Linked DNA regions of Danio rerio: region 1 is linked to region 2. Evidence: chromatin contacts called from public Micro-C data. All regions are on one chromosome and are shown on one strand. Each heading gives the region's core, a stretch centred on a gene start, on an enhancer-like site or on the middle of the called end of the contact. The rest is flanking DNA. Distances are from core to core; before and after follow the strand shown. Region 1 holds the start of trhde.1 (thyrotropin releasing hormone degrading enzyme, tandem duplicate 1). Region 2 has its middle 17 kb from the start of mdm2.

Region 1 (3,252 bases), core at 368-2,867, 68 kb after region 2:
TATCCAGCATATGTTTAACACAAAAGAAATTACGCCCTTCCAGTTGCAACCCAGTATTGGGAAAAAATCCATTCAAACACTATAGCCAATTTAATTTATTCAATTCACCAATAGTAGATGTCTTTGGACTGTGGGGGAAACCGGAGCACCCAGAGGAAACCCATGCCAACACTGCAAACTCCACACAAAAATGCCAATTGACCCAGCCAGATCTCAAACCAGCGACCTCTTTGCTGTGAAGCAACAGTGCCAACCACTGAGCCACCGTGTCACCCCACCATAAATATTAGTTGAGTTTATGTAGATACTTAGATATGTAGTTTTAATAGTCTTTTGTTTTGTTAGTATTAGTTGTTGACCTGAACTTGCATAATTACACTGTTTTGATGTTTGGTTTTCACAACCTATGTTAGGTAAATTAATGCCTAATGTAAATTTAAAATGTTCAAATCTTAGCTACAGTGTTTATATATATATATATATATATAAATTTATCACACTGACATAGCCCCACCCATGGACACGGACATACAACATTTATATTAGTGTACAGATGGTGAACAAATATAAGCAGCACCATATGTAATATATATTTAGACATTTAATGTATGTGACTGGAACAAAATCAACCCATTCATAACAAATTTATACATACATTCATCAACAGAATGAACTGCCAATTAATCCAGCATATGTTTCATGCAGCAGATGCCCTTCCAGCTGCAACCCATCACTGGGAAACACCCATACACATAAAACATTTGAGTTAATTTTAAGCATTTCGCAGCATCTGATTTTAGAGCCAATTGTTTGCTTTTTCTGAGCTTCTCGGCATCGCCTCTCCTTTTTTACAGTCCATCTCTGACAAGTAGCTTGTTTTGCACTTACTGTTTGCTTGGCATTCTTGCAAGATTTTGATGACGTCCATATAATCTCTGATTGGGTCAGCCCATCTCGAAACCAGCCAGCCGTTGCCAATTGAGCCAAATGCTTAACATTTATTATTATTATTACTATTATTATCATCATCATCATCATGATCATAATCATCATAATATTTACATCTTGCAAGAGATAAAAGCTGCCTGCATGTAAAAACAATGCATATAGATATAAAATAAATGTAAAAATAAAATTTAAAAAACTGACCGGCCCACATTTAAAAATGGTCCGGCCCTTCTGGCATTTGCCAGAATTGCCAGATGGCCAATCCCGTATGTATAATGTAAAATATATATGTAATATGTATGTATATGTAAAAACTTGCTGGATAAGTTGCCAGTTCATTCCGCTGTGGTGCCCCCGGATTAATAAAGGGACTAAAACAAGAAAATGTATATATATATATATATATATATATATATATATATATATATATATATATATATATATATATATATATATATATATATATATAATGTTTTCCAGAAATACGTGCTAACAATTCCCCATGCTGTGTTCATGTTGTCTTACCGTACATACAAACACTGTAACTTTAAAACAAACATAAATATTTAAATATGTAACTACCTTTAAACTGGTAACGTGTCTCTTTTGACAACTGGTAATCACGTGTCATTCCTAGAACTTTTAATTTGCCAGTAACCTGGGTTAAGCGTTTCCGGTGAAGTAAATCGGCGCTTTTAAGGTCTGTTTTCTTTAAAAATCATCGATCTCCACTGGCTGAATGATATCCGATATAAAGTGGGTCTCAGATTGTACAAAAAGCACTGCGTTAAATTAAATTTTACCCCGCCATGTCTTTATAATGAGAGCATTTATTTTACCCCACTATATTCAAAGAGTTTTTGCGCGAGTGCGAGTAAACGGCTTTTCGTTTCATTTTACGCTGAAACAACTAAATGAATGCTGATGTTTATTTAACTGGTTGTATTTTATTGACATTAGAACACCGGTGGTGTAAAAGGAACCGTATAAAATGGAAAAAACTCACAATAACAGGTCACCGGAAGTTTATCAGTATGGGAACAATACTAGCTCGGCATATGCCCTCTTCTCCAGAAGAGGCGCGAAAACTAAACTAAACCAATGTAGCTCGCTAAGGCACGACCCCTGCTGGTGAAAAAAAACACTAGACGTCACAATTGCTTTGGTACCTGACTAGTCAAGCAGCAGCATTAGTCAAGCTTTTTTAGTGTGTTTGTAAGCTGTAAAAAGGGGACGTTTAAGGAAACATCTCCAGTCAGAAACAGGACATCAAAAACCGTGACTGTCCACAGAATGAGGATGTCTCGTCACATTATTCAAGTTGTGGTAAATTAACAATAACAAAACAACAGCTTGCTGGTATGCTAGTTTGCTGGTTCATGATGGTTCTTGCTGGTCATGGCCAGCAAAGAACCTGCAAACCAGCATCAAAACATACCTTACAAATACTGTTTATTTTCATATAGGCCCATAAAATCAACATTTTATCACTTTATACTTTCCCTAAATATATTTGTATTTTGTCCCACAGATGAAAGAAAGCCATCCAGTCGTCCACATGAGAGTGAGTAAATAATATATAATGTTGTAAAGGAGAAAACATGATTAAGCTGTGGTGCAGTATAGCTCATGTGTCTGTACAGATTTCATATTCCTGATTTATTGTTTTTTCTGATATAGATTATACTAGACTAGACTTCCCGTATTAAATATCTTCTATGTATAGGAAATCACTAGTGCAAATACTGACATGATGTTCAGCATGATGATTGTATGAAACAAAACTATTATATTTCCTTGACATAAACCACAATTGCGAAAAGATGTTATCTTCTACCTTGCTTCTGGAGACTTACTGACCTTTCATGTAACATCTAAATCAGCCAATCGAGGTCTTCAGAATCAGCTCTTTTGGAAAACAAATACTACAATAAAATAAAATACTGGTTACAGTATACAATGGTTATTGGCTATAAGTATACACAATTCAACCATGAATTTGCAACACAAACACAGATGCAAAATTTCTGTGTACAAATAACAACAAAGTAGTTATTGTTAATTTGGATACATTTCCTGCTCAAAAATACAAACATTGGGTATTTCAATATTGTCAAAAATGTTCAGTGTTCAATATACACCCACGGCCACTTTATTAGGTACACCTTACTATCACCGGGTTGGACCACCTTTTACCCTCAGAACCGCAATAATCCTTTGTGGCATAGATTCAACAAGGTACTGGAGATATTCCTCAGAGATTTTTAGTTCATATTGACATGATAGCATCATGCAGTTGCTGCA
Region 2 (2,949 bases), core at 362-2,861:
GGGTTTCTTCCAAACGAAGATAAAGTAGAATGAAGACTGTGGTTATTTATACTAACTTAGGAATCATATGATTGGAAGATCATGATTAGCTAATACGAGATCAGCTGTGATAAATCATAAGCACGTGATCCTCGAAATTAGTTTATAAATAAACTTCACTTTATAACAAAACAGCCCTATTTTATAACAATAACTAATATGACACATGAACTAAGGCTGCGTCCGAAACCGCCTACTACTTAGTAGGTACTGCATTTAAATTTAAGCATACTCCTTGACCTTTCCCACTCCCATTCATGAATTATTTCAAGGAGCATCATGGGATAGCGTAGTGTCCATTGTATACACACTTTGGAATCTCACGAAAGTAGCACGTCATTCGGGTATCTTGCACACTGCTTTTCAAATTCTATGAATTCAGATATACTCAGTTCGCATACTGATTTTAGCCTTCTATATTGTATGGAAGTATGCGACTTCGGACACAGTCTTACTCTAAACCATTTCCCATGATGCACCTGGCTGTAGTGCTATGGGTCGTTACTGTGTAAGTAACATTAATATTTTACATTGGTCAAAACAAATATTTCTTAGTTGAGCTCTTGATCAAACACATTTATATTTAACTATGTTTTGAACTTAAAGTATATTACTTGAAAAATAAAACAAATAATATTAAACTGAATTGAAAGGTAAATGTTTAATTGGATGAAGTACTGCTTGAAATATAAACAATACGATTATTATTAAGGAAGCTTATAAGAAAATGAGGAAAATGAATAAAATTTAAATTATTTACCACCATTGTGTCAACAACTTGTAATCTTGTAATCCAAAAAAATGCAATCTCATTTTTACAGAATTTCTGAGGTTTTTTGGAATATGATTGCATAATTCAGATTACATATGATCAGTTATAAACTGTTGCAAATAATATAATCAACTGATTATAAAAACCACCAACAATAATATGAGTTTCCTGCTAACGTTGCTGTTGCATGGAATGAGGAAATATGTGTGAGTGTGTGTGCGTGTGTGTTGCTAATGCTGAAATGAAATGTCTAATCTCTCTGTTCCTCTAAACATATTGGGAAAGCAAATCCTTAATCCCTATAACTAAAACTAACTGTGCTGGAAAATTGGGAAGAATTTTTTTTTTCTTTATAATCAAAAGCTAATTTTTAATTTATAACTCATATCTGAAACGCACCCCGATTATAAATTTAACTAGTGTACAATCCATTTGCAGTATATTCTCCTGCAAGGATAACTTTTTATTCACTGTATATATAACATTGGCACAGTTATGATACACAATAAAATCCCACAGTAATCGGGCTGAAATAAAGCCTTTGTTGTTAAAATGACTATAAAGAAAAACAGACAGACATTCTTTATTTATCCCTGGAGGAAAATTCATGGCACTTGTCACAGGGACAAAAAATGGGAAAACAAAACAGCACAACAACAAATCAACAGGAAAATAATGCTTTGTGAATGTTGAACAGCCAGCCGTCAGTATCTTGCATGACAGAACTACACGTGCCACCGAGCGTCTAAATCCGCGGTTATCGCGTTCCTGCAGACGTTTCAGATGAACTTCTTGACCACGGGCAGGCAGAGGGGGTCACATCTCTAGATAAGCCTGCAGTGTCGGCTGTGTTTTGGTGCAGTCATTCATGTACAACCCGATCCTGGACAGTCATTTGTCCTGTTTGTCAGCTAAAGCGTTGAATACAGTGAGGACACAGACAGTAAAGCTGTTTATATGCTGTTTTCTGGCAACACTGACATGTGAGGTGCTAGCCTGCAGCATGCCAACAGCTCTCATCATTTACATCATTTCTGCATCAGTTTGGTGTGTTCGCCATTATGCATTATTATTTTTTTACCCTGCAGATGCTTTTAATGTAAGGCCTTTTTCGTGGTCAACTAATGAGAGGCCGTTGTACAACTAGTACCATTGTATTGCTGGTACCAAAGCTTTAGTTTGAGTGGACAAAGTACACACGGGATCTCTACGTTACATTTACTTGTAGTCATTTACCATGCCATTTTATACAAAGCAATTTACAAATGAAGGAGATATCGACTTTTTTTTTTTTTTTTTTGGTTGTAAGAATATAGTGAAGGTCTTACAGAAAAGATTAGTTTTGAACATTGTCATTCATCAGTCCACATGAAATTGGTTAGATCAGAGGTGTCCAAACTTAAGCTGCCGTCACACTGCACTTACCGCCCCATAGACTTCCATTCATACGCACGCAAATGTGGCAGACCGGAAATGCAAGTTTGTGCGACAAATTTCGCAGTTCGCTGCATAAGGAAGTTTAAGCTTGGTGAACTTTGACCAGCGAAATCGCATCTTATGACTGCATGAGACCAATCAAAGATCAAAACATGACCTCTCTGGACAGAAATTTTAAATATGGACCAATCGCCTAAAAATCTAAATGTCTAAAAATCTTGTTTAATACCGCCCTTTTCCGCAGTGCAGTTCGACAGAATTTCGCAAGCACAAACTGTAATGTGACTGCGGCAATAGTCCTGACCTTCAGAGTTTAGTTTGAACCCAATTAGAGACAGCTGAACAAGCACTTACTAGAAACTTCCTGGCAGGTGTGTTGAAGCAAGCTGAAGCTAAACTCTGCAGGACGTCAGCCCTCCAGGACCGAAATTGGGCACACTTGGGTTAGATCATTCCACCAGTGAGAAACAGTGAATGAAAAGTTTTGGAAAGTAAGAGTCTCTCTGAGATAGTACCACAAGATGGCACTCACCTATCGTCCAAAAGCTTCTGAAGAGGTTGAAGACTTCAAGGAGCGAGTGGAGATAGGAGGTATGACTGAAACTTAAGCAGCCAGTACAAAAATATAAAGCAGTTGGGGGGTTGGTGCTCAGGGGTCTTAACTCAGTAGAGGTATTGAGGATGAATACTAGTACATTTAC

Evidence for each region. Hi-C and Micro-C count contacts between places; a contact is called where the count stands out from the background.
Region 1: a Micro-C map of caudal fin shows a contact between it and region 2, with 6 times the contacts expected there. The contact joins the promoter of trhde.1 here to the enhancer-like site in region 2. A contact is called at or near these places in 2 of 18 Hi-C or Micro-C datasets (caudal fin and an unstated tissue).

The regions. Positions count from the first base shown.
Region 1 is chr4:23,810,503-23,813,754 of GRCz12tu, forward strand. trhde.1 (thyrotropin releasing hormone degrading enzyme, tandem duplicate 1) reads left to right here and starts at 1,618. Exons shown (of 20, transcript XM_073947198.1): 1 at 1,618-1,648; 2 at 2,480-2,512.
Region 2 is chr4:23,742,355-23,745,303 of GRCz12tu, forward strand. No RefSeq gene overlaps it. Among named protein-coding and RNA genes, the nearest start is that of mdm2, 17 kb to the left of the region's middle. Within about 2 kb of position 1,612, at least 4 of the 62 cell types and tissues checked have an H3K27ac peak or open chromatin away from gene starts, as enhancers often do.